Regions from separate parts of the Mus musculus genome. Here region 2 is linked to region 1. Evidence: chromatin contacts called from public Hi-C data. All regions are on one chromosome and are shown on one strand. The core of a region is the stretch at or near the end of the contact, and the rest is flanking DNA. Distances in the headings are between cores, read along the strand shown.

Region 1 (6,370 bases), core at 2,814-5,313:
GAAATAGTTATATTCAGGAAGAGAAAGTTCCAGAGGTGTATTCTAATGTAATATCATGATAAACAATCTAACAATGACCTTGGTTCCCCACTGAGAGTACTGGGTGGCTACGAGATGGGAGCTGTGCACTTGTGGACTGGCCCACCCTAGGCCAGGGGCCTCTCAGATTTCTCTCACTGGGTGAATAATTAGTGGTATTACACTGCACTGTAGCCTCCCTCAGCCTTGAAGCAGGCTGATCCAGACTTTGACCTTGCTGCCACTAAGAAGGAGATTACCTAGGGTGGAGCCTCCAGACCTAGATGGCTCTATTGTTCTGTCAACTGCCACTGCTCTCCTCCAAGACTCTGCTACCTGCTGAGAGGCCCCTGAGATATTCCTGAGGAACATCCTATCCTGCAGGCTGGCTCCAGACACCAAGAATGGACTGGCGGGAGGGGGGAGGGGGGATATGGGCCTTCCCCCTTTATAAGCACACTCTCTTAGTAAACTCGTGGTCCTTGAACAGGAACGTTGTCTTGGTCTCCATTAATTTCTCTCGAAGTCTAAGTCTCTTTCAGCCCCAGCCTGCCTCCCAGGTGTACCCGGTTCATGTAGGCTGCGGGCCGGCATACAACACTGCACCCTTCCAGACCTGCTTCTGCCTGATGTGCCCTCATAGGATTGACCTGTGCTCACATTGCATCCTTGGTTCAGAATGCCTGAAGACTCCCATTTATCTATGCCCATAAACTCCTTTGAAACCACCGGCATAAAGTCTGCAAGCACTCTCCCTTCTTGTAAGTATCACTGTGCTTTAAGGTTTAAGTACATTGAGTGTTCTTGAGTCTCTTTATTGGAGTATGCTTTCTAAGTATTTTCCAGTGTACAAAGGTCCATTTAAAAAAGTCTCCATCATTCCATTAGTGCTCTAACCTTCAATCACTCAGCTTAAAGTCCTTTTGATAATGAAGATGTGGCATGGCCTCTTGTGCTCACACTGAGAGGCTATAAGGGAAGAAGCCTCAGGAGGTCAGCTGATACATGTGTTCATTTGGAAAGCAATTTCTGCATCTTCTGGAGTCTGTAGTGAACTTGGTGTGGTCTCAAACTCAAAACTTGGGACCTTTAATTTCTAATCTCACAGAGCGCATTTTAAGGAGGCTCTGCCCTTCCCTGTTGGTATGGGATGAGAGTTGGAATTTCCATTTACTGTTTTAACTGACCAGATGGAACAGTTCTAATGGTGCCTTTCCATAGTTACCTCCAGATCAAACCAAGAGACTTCTACAGGGTGTTGGGAGTGACAGGGATCATGGGCCTTCCCCCTTCATAAGCACACTCTCTTAGTAAACTCGTGGTCCTTGAACAGGAACGTCGTCTTGGTCTCCATTAATTTCTCTCGAAGTCTAAGTCTCTTTGAGCCCCAGCCTGCCTCTAAAACTTACTCTGTAGACCAGGCTGGCCTCAAACACACAGAGATCTGCCTGCCTCAGCCTCCTCAGTGCTGCGATTGAAGACGTGCTCCACCTGTGCTATGCCTGGAAGAATCTTTGGGGTTTTTGTTTGTTTGTTTGTTTGGTTTTTTGCTAGTGGCAGCTTTCTTGTTTTGTTTTGTTTTGTTTTGTTTCCTTCAGCATTCTGCATAGAAGAGAACTCAAGAGAAATTACTTTTAAATAGGTTAGTGGCCTAGGGTCAGCCAGTCTATGACGGTGCAGATCCATCTTGCAGGTTTTCAGGGAGCCATGGTTATATAGGTTAAATAGAGGAATTTAGCTATGTGACCATAGTGACATCATCAATGTGATATATTAGTCAAATAAAGTACAAGTGTATACATCAGGAGGATGTTGCTCCCTACAGAACCAGGTGTCCCAAAATTGTGGAATAAATGCCTCAGAGTCTTTTTCTTCAGGTAATGGTACTACCGTAAAGGAGACAGTGAGTAGCTTTAAAACATACAGCTTCATACATATTTAAAAGCTGCTATCTTCAAATAACCCGCTTCTTGCAGCAGAGGAGTTTGTGAAATTTTAAGATATTCTATCAGTTTGTGCAAGTGTCGTTGGGAAGCAGAGAACTCTGGGTACGCTTCAACATCAGGTGCATTGGAGTTGTGGAAAGAATCTATGTGATTCCATAGAGGGAGGAGTCACATCCAGACGGCCCAGGGTGACCTTTGAAAGTCTGAAAAACCAGTCCTCTCTAATACTGTCAAGGTGACTTTCCAAAACCTCAGCAATCGTACAGTGATCTTTGTATAACAATCTGAGGAACATTCACACACACACACACACACACACACACACACACACACACACACACACAGAGGAGAGAGAGAGAGAGAGAGAGAGAGAGAGAGAAAGAGAGACCTATCTTCAGTCATGGGAGAGCATTGGGCATTTTAAGCTGTTTTTTTTTTTTTCCATCTGCTTCTTCTAACTCCTTAGAAGGCTTGCATCCTTACAGCAGTGCATCCTTACAGCAGTGGGGCTATGAAGATGGTAGCCTACAAGCTGCTGGAGGGGGAAAGGGAGCATGCGTGGGGCTCCTCAGATGCCCTCTAGCTGGTTGTCTGCAGTGATTTGACTCCAACCTAAGCTTGGAGTATGATTGTTCTGTGAGCTGACTCAGCCCAGGCTCACTGCAAATGGCCTTTTCCTTGGGGAAGTCCTTGGAAATAACCAGTGACAATTGTTTAACACAGGAATTACTGAAGTGGTGGCAATAGCTGAAGTAATAAGACCTTACTAAAAAATACCTTAAAAAGGAAAAACCAATTCTTTGCAGCAATGAAACCCAAACCAAGACACCTAGAAATCTTGTGAGCAAACTGTCAAAAGACAAAGTGTGAATTCTGTTGGCAGTGAGGGGAAGGTGACCCATCTTGTTTACTGAAGTGTCAATAGGGTTAGCAGCAGATTCTGAATCATTAGCTGTGGTGTTCCTAGGGCAGTGGGATGGGACCCAGAACACTATGGGAAGACTATCAACCAACAGTGGTGTAGCCAGCCAGCTAAGCCTTCAAATAAACTAACATACTTCCAAGTACAAACTAAGAATATTTTATAAAGCCTGTTCCAGCAAGAAATACCAGATCAAAGGAAAACTGCAGACAGTTATCTGCTTAGGAATGTAGCCACAATGCTTCCATAACAATACACCAAGCCCAAGAACCTAAAGACAATTATATACCATAGCTAAGTGAGACTTATTTCAACAATGCAATGGGGGTTTAAGAGAGGCAATCAACCTGGATAATATATAATATTAAGAATGTCTGAGAAGATATCACAGAAAGAAGACCTTAGGGAGACATGGGGATTAAAGGCATCTGGATACTGTGGATGGGATTCCTGTGTGTGTGTGTGTGTGTGTGTGTGTGTGTGTGTGTGTGTGTGTGTCTGTGTGTGTCTGTGTCTGTGTGTGTGTGTGTGTGTGTGTGTGTGTGTCTGTGTGTGTCTGTGTCTGTGTGTGTGTGTGTGTGTGTGTGTGTCTGTGTGTGTCTGTGTCTGTGTGTGTGTGTGTGTGTGTGTGTGTGTGTGTGTGTCTGTGTGTGTCTGTGTCTGTGTGTGTGTGTGTGTGTCTGTGTGTCTGTGTGTGTCTGTGTCTGTGTGTGTGTGTGTGTGTGTGTGTGTGTGTGTGTGTCTGTGTGTGTCTGTGTCTGTGTGTGTGTGTGTGTGTGTGTGTTGGAACATAATAGCTAAAGGTTAAGGAAATGTGAAAAAAGATTACATTTTAGTTAGTCCCATTTGTTAACTGTGGTAAGTGCATCATGCTGATGCAGAAGGCAACATCAGAGAAGCTGGGCGCTGGCATAAGGGAGCGCTGTGCTCTCCATGGCTTTTCTGTGATATACATCAATTCTAAAAAGAAACATTTACTTGTATGGGAGGTCACAGATCTATCCTGCAAAGACTGAGTGAGAGGACCGTGAAGGTAGTGAGAGTGCCTTCCAGCCCTGGGCGTCCATGTCAGGGCAGATGGCGATGTGAGCACGAGAGTCAGCTTGCACTGACATAGTGACGAGTGCCATGCCTGACAGTCCTAGTTCTCTGATGGCAATCTGGGACTGTTCTCAATGCCTGTTTTTAACCACATAAAGAACTTGCTTTTGCATTCTCTCACTTTGACTGCACGGACCAACCTGTGGGCTCTGCAACACATATGGAGGATTTAAAACAGCAAACTTCAAGCTGCAAATGATCTCATTTTAATGGGTTCCACAGCAACGTGAGCAGAGTAGGGGGAAGCCTTCTGTCCATTCACTCTCCTTCTGTCCTTTAAACTATCAAACCCACCTGATTCCTTATTTTTAGTTAAGGAGGGCTAATTTGAGAGGGATTGTTTAATTCACATTTTGAGAAATATGATCCTGAGCTTTGGGGCTGTAATGATCTGTGGGACAAAAAAAAAAAAAAAAAAAAAGTGAGACAAGTGTGATTTTTTTTTTCCCTGCAAAATTAGGTCCTGTCTGTGGGTCACCTGACTTAACCTTTCCTGCACTCCTCCATCACACCTAACTGCATCTCAAAAGATAATTATCAGAGCCTTCAGCTTTGGCAGAAGGCAGAGTTCTTGTGCAAATGATAGTATGTCACATCATTAACATTATTATAAATGACAGGCAGCTAAACTTATACCCAGGGCAACGTTATATATTAATAAGTGAATTAATAAGCCAGTGATCAAGAAATTACATGCCCCGTTGACAAGCTGGATAGTATCTCTCTTCATGACTATTTGCCCAACACATACAACACAAACATCTTCAGTGAGGCCATAGAGCTTTTAAGTGCTGACCTTACAGTCAATTCTCCAGCCAGACTAAAATGTTGCCCTTGCTAAGTGCATCCTTAGCCACTAGAGGGCATTAGTTCATAAAATGCTCTGGGCCTAAAAGGGTACTGAGAGACTGAACAAGGGGACTTGGGAAGCAGATAAAATTCAGCCAAAATGATATTTTATTATTTGTTCTTAAGTGAAGCACATTGGGTCTAAAACCCCGTCTTCCCCACGGACACCGGCACATCAGGAGGGAGTCTGCTTTCCTAGGACAGGAGTCATGATAGATGTGAGGTAGGAGTCGAACCCAGGTCCTTGAGAAGAGCAGCTGTGCGCTTAACTGTTAAGCCATCTCTCTAACCCCTCTCTATGTGAATCTTAGTGAGAAGCTTTTCTGTAGAAAAGAATTGAGACATAAGGCTTAAAAATCAATGGGGGACAAACTGCCCTTTAACGAATATCAAACTAGGAGACTAGATTCTATTTTGTAATTTCTAGTACAAAATTCCAGGGAGATTAACATTTTTAACTGTGTTCTTTGCACCTACCAGAAGCTGAACCACAACTCCCCACCCCCAGATGCTCATTCTTTTCATTTCAAAGTAATACCTGTTCTGTGTGTTTCCATTCATATATGTCATATGTGCAGTCATCCCATACATGTGAGCATGTGGATCTGCATGTATGTGTGTAAATACCTGTAGAGGTCAAAGGTCACGGTCACAGTCAAGCGTTCTTTTCTACCTTGGTTTTGTTCCTTGAGCTCACTAGTATGGCCAGACTGGCTGGCCAGCAAGTGTTCTGTCTCTACCTTCCCAGCAATAGGGTTTTGGACATATTCCAGCATGATCAGCTTTTATGTGGGTACCAGGGAACCCAGCTCAGGTCTCTATGATTGTGCAGCAATTTCTTTGCCACTCAGTCCTTCAAAGCCACATTAAGGACAGCTTCTACCAATCTCTCAGAGCTTCTTTGTGAGTGGTAAGAAGTGGGCTTTGAGTCCCTTCAGATCCACTCAAGGCATGTGTGATGGGCCAGGTCTGAGCAGGCTCTTTGCCTCTTCAAATAGTGAAGCTTACAGTGGAATAGAGGATCCTGTCCTTAGACGGGCATACAGGAGCTTGCATTTTCTGCTGGCTCTGTGCCCACATGCACAACTTCCTTGGCCTTCAGGGGACAGTACTGCTAAAGCTGCCTCCAGGGAAAGTTGCTACAAATCACAGGACCCGCCACCACACGCCAGTTCTCAGTTAGCAAAACCCCTGGGCTCCCGATACCCCTTTGGGTCAAGTTAGTCACAATAAGTGAATCTTTATAACTTTCCTGTTCATTGCTTCTTCATCTTACTTTTCCAAAATTAATTTATCCCTTTTAGGCAGAAAATTTGCTAGCTTGGAGTCTGAGAAAAAGGATTATAGGGAATGCTTTTTAGAGACCCATTTTTGTTTATATTTTTGCTAGAATAAATTAAGTTTGCTAATGTTTATTCCAGAGAGAGAGAGGGGGAGAGAGATTGAAATCCTTAACGGATCATAGGTAGCTCATTAAAATTGAAGATATATACCTGTGAGAATCTTGTCTGAAAATCTGAGACTATGCCTTGTA
Region 2 (7,191 bases), core at 4,620-7,119, 200 kb before region 1:
TTCCCCTAATCTCATGTAGAACTCCAATTCTGCACATCTTTGTTTTTCTTTCCTATCAAGATTTATAGGCTAAACACATGGTGTGTGTGTGTGTGTGTGTGTGTGTGTGTGTGTGTGTGTGTGTGTGTGCGTGTGTGTGTTTAACTTGAGTTTCTATAAGACACAGCAGCACTGAGTTCCTGGTAAATGTAGCCTGGCCTACCTGCTGTGATTAGAAATCCCCTCCCCTAAGAGCAGCCAAGGCAGTGGGCACTGTCAGTCTCCACACTTCAACACACTGAAAGGACAAAGTCTCAGTGGTTCATGGGGCCCCAGGCTGGGATGTTCTGAGCATAGTACCACGAAACTTGACCTTCTCTACCTCCTTCCCTCCCTCCTTCCCTCCTTCCCTCCTTCCCTCCTTCCCTCCTTCCCTCCTTCCCTCCTTCCCTCCTTCCCTCCTTCCCTCCTTCCCTCCCTCTCTCCCTCCCTCCCTCCCTCCCTCCCTCCCTCCCTCCACACTGATGCCCACTTGTGCCCTCAGAGCCCATGCCTTTTGACCTCTGAGAACGTCAGCATCTTAACTCTCCTTCTTAAGAGCTCCCTTTAACCCAGGCCCGGTATCCGGGCAGCCTGGAGATGATAGATACCTGTGCTCAGGATGAACCAAGGCTTGCCTAAATTATTCCTGAAATATGTCTGGTTTTCAAGCATTACACTCTTAGATCTGGTGTGGATGTAGTAATCTACCTGGTGATTGGTTTAGTGTCTCACGTAAAATGGATTATCAACTGTATAATGAGTTTTCATTTCCCTACAATTATAATTTTCTTCTTGATGTTTTTCCAAAGCTGATCACTCTCTTAGTATGCACCAGAAAGTTAAGAGAGACAGAGTTTCTCAAGCGAGAATGTTAATTCCCAGGGACACAGCTACCAGCCACAGTTTATGTTTACCAAGGGTTTCTTACAAAGGGCAGGGCTTAATTTCCATGGTTTTATGAAGACATATTTGATACAAATCAAAGTGATTGCCTTAAATTATAGGTAAGCTATTTCTTTACATTGGCTCAGCCCTTAGACACAATGTCTGTCTCACTTCCCTTCCCCCAAGGCTCAGGGGTCTTTGAAGAAGAGTTGGTGGATAGATTGTAAGAGCCAGAAGCAGTGGACTTCAAGGACGTGGCGATTGCTGGGGAACACAGCAGTCACACATTCGACCTCACAATGGCTTGAGCATGCACAAGACTAGAGAGAGATGGTGGGGATGAAGTCCTGCCCCTAGCTGAGGGGTCATTGGTATGTGACAGCTGCTCAGGAGAGTCAGCTTTCTTTAATGGTGTGATCCTTGGTAGCTGACTATATGTCAGGGCAGGCCCACACCTAAAAGTAGTTGGCCAACACAGGATGGACTCAGTGGGCTTGAAGTGTGTGTGGGGAATGGGTGGATCTGGGTAGAGTTGGGGGAGGGCAAAGTGAATGTGGTGAAAATACACTGTATGAAATTCTCAAAGAATTAACAAAACATTATTTTAAAAAAATCAAGAATAAGATTTACTTTCCTGAAGAACTGTAAAAAGGATCATTTAATACATATTTTCTAAGAAAACCCTAATTCAGCAGCATTTGCCGGAATCAGCCTGAGATGCTCTGTATAATTATTTCTTAATATCATTGAAAACACAGTATGTACCAGACAGGATACTAGGTCTCAAGGTTATTAAAGAAAAGGTTAATTAGCTATAAATTATGAATGACTTTTGGGTAGTTCCCATTCCCCGCACAATTGGCTTGTCTTCATTCTGGTTCCAGTGGTAAAAGAACAAGAGTGAGCCCTGAGTCTTAGGCTGGTGTGAGGATTCTATATGAATGGGAACCCACCCTTGCCTGTTCCAGTAAGGAGCAGTAATACGTGTCATCCACAGATATGGGATGTCCTCAAGTTGTTTGAATGGAGTCTCAGGAAGCAACACACACCCCAGGCTCAACACAGCCCTTTCTAATCATGTGGTCCTCACACCCTGGGCTCAGCAAAGTCTTCCCTGATGGTCTGGTGCTCATGCTCTGCCCCCATGCTTCCTGAGGTCACACCGAGGACAGTGTGCAACACTCCAGAGGACCACATTCTGGTTCCAAATGGGCACATTAGAATTACTCTGCTCAAGGCAAGACTATGTCCCAAGGCTGGATAACCTACTCTCAAAACCATGCTATATTCATAATGGGGACACAAAACAGGAGGTGACAAAGTCTTTGTCAACTCTAGTATTCCTTTGACAATGACTGCAGTGGCTATCTTTATCATTTGATAATGGCAACTGTATGGACCCAATGTGAGGATAATGCTGGGGGTAAACCAATGACCTCTGTAGGCATGAGGTGACAGTGGTCAGGGTCACAGGGACTCTCAGTGTCCTAAGGTGAGGTGACAGTGGTCAGCATCATAGGGACACCTTCATTTAATACAGTAGATAGCATATTCTCAAACAGCTCAGCCCCACACAATACCCATTCATCGACATCTGGCTGACCGGGATCCACACAAGCTATTTAGAACACAGTGAAGGTGTGTGACTTGTAGTCTGGACTGCAAATGCTTTTGCTGAGAGGGGAATCCAGCCATTTGTAGTGGCCATACTATGCTGGACACTTTCAGCTCCTTTGCTAACTGTCTTCCCCTGTATCAGAGTGATGTCCCAAACACATGCAGCTTCAGGTATAGGGCTAAGGGTCAAGTCATACAGTGGATAGTAGATGAATGGGAATGACTCCAGTCGGGCTTAAACTGACATGCATTGTCTGAGGTGGACACCCATTCCTGAGTGCTACATCTACTCTAGCACAGCATGGGGCACAATCTCACTTTTCTGCAAACCCACAACAGCATCTTAACCCCAGAACCTTCTAGCTTTTTGGACCTAGCCTTCATCACCTGAGTTTTGAACAGGTTGTAACTGAGAAGCCCACTAGAAACATGGTCTTCAAAAGAGCTTTACAAACAGCAAGTGCTCAATAACTGCCATCAAAATAGAGGTATGGGTAGTGCAACTAGTTGACACTCAGCTGAAGGTCTGGGGAGGCTTTATAGCATTGCACTGAAACGCATTGCCAGCTGCTTCCTTCAGAGCATGGGGAATGTAGCCATATTGAAAGCTGATACTGAGCTCCGCATGCTGGCACACCTTTTCATCGCAACACCTGGGAGGCAGTAGCTGGACCTCTGAGTCCGAGGCCTGCCTGGTTTACATAGTGAGTTTGAGAACAGTCAGAGCTAAATAGAGGAACCCTGTCTCAAAATAAAACCATAATGAAACAAACAAACAAACAAAAAACAAAAGAAGAAGAAAAAAGAAGAAGAAGAAGAAAGAAAGCAGAAGCTGCCCTGCACCTGTCCAGAGATTCCTAGCTCAACCATGTGCCTTCTGTTCCTCTGCCAAATGCTGAAATTCTAGACTCTTCTCCAGCTTCTAATGAAGCACGGAGGGAGATGGACTTCTGACTCTGGGGGAACAGGGCATGAGTAGGATTGTGCTGGTGGGTAGTTTCTGAGAGGGAGATGGAAACATCTCTGCTGTTTTCTGCAAGGCAAGGCTGGCTTTGCCATCTCTGATCCCTCTTTCAGCACTTCTGTTCCAAGAGCTTGCACAAAGATGACTGATGCTGTCAGTGGCAAGTGGCACAGGAACCATGAGGTCCTGCAAAGTCTGAGGGAGCAACATTAAGTGGCATCTCTCCAGGTTTATGAGACTTACATCTGAGTTAAAGATGGCTTCTGAGGTCTGGCTTTTCTACCGTCCCGTGGAGTCATTTCCAAAGTAAAGACAAATACTGTGTTGTGTTTCAGAGGATCAGATGTTTATCTGGCTCTTTCAATAAACCTGTTTGTTTTGTGATACTTGGCATTTCTGATGGAAGCAACAGCTAGAGTGGATTTTATTTTGCTCAAATCTAAATAGCAGAGAAGATCCTAAAACCTGAACCATGCCATTAAGTGTTTGCCCCCAAACACTGATCCAGCCAAGGAGACAGAAGTAACTCTGGCTGCCAGAAGTACTGTATGAACCATCCTAGGCAGAAATTTGGGGAAGCCTGAGGAGAGCTTACGGCACACTACCTCTACCAGAGATGCCTTAGGCAGAATGGTACAGAAAGCTTGGGGTGGGGTGGGGATCTCCTGGTTGGGGGAACTTTGCCACTAGCCAACCAAGAACTCAGATAAGGCAGGTGCTGCCTCAGGGCTGTGTCCACTCCTTGTTCTCTCACAAGGGAGGGCTTTAATGTTCTCATCAACAGACCAGAGGAGACAATGGGGACTTTGTGAAGAGTTCCAAATCTTACACGAGTGCTTTTGGAATTCAGATCCAAGGCAGAATGGTCCCACTTATTCATATCACCTCTCTCCTGCCTCAAATGATGAAATTCTAGAACATTCTCTAGCTACTTTTGCAAACTCTTACATGTGCAAGACTCTTGTTTTGCCTAAGCATCCTTCTTTCTGTTTAAATGCTGCATAAACCAAATGTCCAGAACCCATCTATTCCCAAGTTTGAATCAAACACTGCATGTGTCCTTTGAGCCTCATTGCAATCTAATAAGATAGGAAGGGCAGGTGACACTAAGCCTTGAGGATGTGTTTTTCTTTTTCTTTCACATACTATATTTTTATTAGATATTTTCATTATTTACATTTAAAATGTTAACCCCTTTCCTGGTTTCCCCTCTGAAAACACCCTATCCCATCTCCTCTCCCCCTGCTTCTTTTTTTAAAAAATATTATCTTTTATTAGATATTTTCTTTATTTACATTTCAAATGTTATTGCCTTTCCTCCTTTCCTCTCTGAAACCCCCTATCCCATCCCCCTCTTCCTACTCACCCACCCACTCCTGCTTCCCTGTCCTGGCATTCCCCTACACTGGGGTATCAAGTCTTCACAGGACCAAGGGTCTCTCCTCCCATTGATGTCCAACAAGGCCAGAGGATGTATTTTTCTACTACAGTAGTTAGTGAGCATTTGTAAGTTACAGACACATGGCAATACTATTGGAATCCTCTGAGTGATCTGGGGATGGGCTCAGGGATGGCGGAAGCCTGCCCAGTATCTGGGATATGTGAAGCATATCCATAGCCACGAGCTATGATATGCTCATGATCCATGAGCCAGCATGCAACCCATTCAACCATGGCCCAGTGATGATGGAGACTGCTAGTAGGAGGAGCCTGAGCCAGTCATCCCCAGTCACAGCATAGGGATAGACAGAACTCGGTTGATCCCCTTCTTTCTGTTACTGTACAATTAAGAGTGCTGTCACCTAGATAATCTGCTACACTCTACTCAATACAGAAATCCACTCAATGCATGCCTGGCTTCAACACTACTGATTGCCATCTTTTAATAAGATAAGAGACAGACAAGGGTGGAGTTTAGCTCATCCTAGGAACCACTTGGAGGACTCAACCATTGCTGTGGTGGCCTGTGATATCTGGGTCCAAGAAAATTTGCAAAGTACATAAATAACACACCTGATAGATCTGGACTCGGAAATAAATGGCCTCATTCTAAATATGGAAAGCCTTATTTATTCCTGCTTGCATCTGCTGCCTTCTCCTGCCACTAAACACATTATCCAAGGTGCCGGGTGTGGAATTTAGTGGGAGGTTAAAAAAGAAATCAGAGAATATCAAGCCAGAAGGCAAATGCGGCTTTGGCCTCGCAAGGCTTGAAACATCCCGTGCTAATCAGCACCGTTATTTGCGTATTACACATGGCTAGCAAAGCTCCTTATCATCAGAGATCAGCAAATTCTCACAAATACCTGAGAGCAGTAGTGTGTTCTGCACATGACTAAGGCAGCCACCAGGTGGCAGCATTTTTACCGTTTATTCCTTCACTGAGGTTTTGCTTTTCTTATAGAATTTTCACCTTGCAAGCCAGCCACGCTGTGCAGCAAGTCCAAGGACACTTACATGGATGCCTTAATTCTCTCTTAAGGCACTGTCAGGTATGAGGAGTGGTGACAGACACTCTTATTTATGACCGGGGACATTTTTAGTGAGGATTTTTTCTGGAGCAGCTTCTACAGGGCTACAGTCCATGGCTTTGCCTATATTCTCTCATGTCATATCAGGGCCTCATGTAGCCCAGGATAGCCTCCAAATTACCGTGTACCAGACAGTGACTATGACTTGATCCTTTTGTCTCCACCTCCTAAGTGTTGGGATTAGAGCATCATACCTGGTGTTATGTAGCGCAGTGAAAAATCTACTAGGGCTTCATGTATGCTCAGCAAACACGAACTGAGCTACAAACCGCTCCATAGTCTCAGATGCCTGTGTATCACCAGGGACATCCAGAGACTGGTGGACAGATCACTGAAGGGCCACTCACTGACTACGGCAGCTCAGCTATACTGCATCACAAAACAGGGTCCCTGTCATTCTCCTACAGAGGGCAGTAACTTGAAATTTCAACAGTGCCAAACACAAGCATGGCACTGACACTCTCATGCTAGACCTGTCAAGGTACCAGAGCCGCTGAATTGCACACGCCCCTCTCTTCCTATGTCTTCTGGGATCTTGGTGCACACAGACAGTTGTTCTTTACTATGGAAAGTGGAGGCGGCGTGGAGGCCTGTGAACTGGTGGCTGGCTCCAGCAGACTGCAAGGATATGCTCTCCAATTTTCCTCTTGCTTTTGTTTGTGCCTCATGGTGTGTTTTCCAGACTCCGCTGCACACTCCCATGAAGAGAGTATATATAGAAATCTCTGGAAAGGACACGGGAAACTTAAATCCCTAGTACCCTGGAGTCAAGTCAGCAAGACACAGAGAAGTCATAGAATTGTAGTCCTCAGCAGGATCTCAGCTTCCACTTGAGCTATGGTGGGGTGCTGCAGGCTGCAGCTGGTGACTGCTCTCCTACCCCATTCATCTCCATCTTATTTTCTCCAAATGTACATAGCCATTCAAAATGGCAGGCTCTGCCCTTTGCATAGCATGAAGGAAAAACTCAGCTTGGCTGAGGAATGACAGGCTCTGACATGTTGAGTTCATTGCTTGAACAGAGACCAAATTTTAGGGCTGCCCTGTGCTCTTAAGTCCAAGGGGCCCTTAAATCTCTACTACCCTCTTCAGAGCCCCCAAATGCTCAGGCCTCGAGAGTACTGGTCATTAGTCAGAATCTCTGAGTATATACACAGATGGGTGCCTGGCCCA

The links. Hi-C and Micro-C count contacts between places; a contact is called where the count stands out from the background.
Region 2: a Hi-C map of cortical neurons shows a contact between it and region 1, with 1.7 times the contacts expected there. The contact joins two enhancer-like sites. A contact is called at or near these places in 12 of 484 Hi-C or Micro-C datasets (the AtT-20 cell line, cerebellum, cerebral cortex and 6 more) and 2 of 115 datasets of contacts at active chromatin or transcription factors (both in embryonic stem cells).

Annotation. Positions count from the first base shown.
Region 1 is chr5:27,415,249-27,421,618 of GRCm38.p6, reverse strand. The region is part of intron 3 of Dpp6 (dipeptidylpeptidase 6); the gene reads right to left. Among named protein-coding and RNA genes, the nearest start is that of Gm52769, 82 kb to the left of the region's middle. Within about 2 kb of position 4,063, at least 8 of the 459 cell types and tissues checked have an H3K27ac peak or open chromatin away from gene starts, as enhancers often do. A contact at or near this core is called in cortical neurons, where this site is marked.
Region 2 is chr5:27,614,664-27,621,854 of GRCm38.p6, reverse strand. All of the region lies in intron 8 of Dpp6 (dipeptidylpeptidase 6), which reads right to left. Among named protein-coding and RNA genes, the nearest start is that of Gm16058, 64 kb to the right of the region's middle. Within about 2 kb of position 5,869, at least 5 of the 459 cell types and tissues checked have an H3K27ac peak or open chromatin away from gene starts, as enhancers often do. A contact at or near this core is called in cortical neurons, where this site is marked.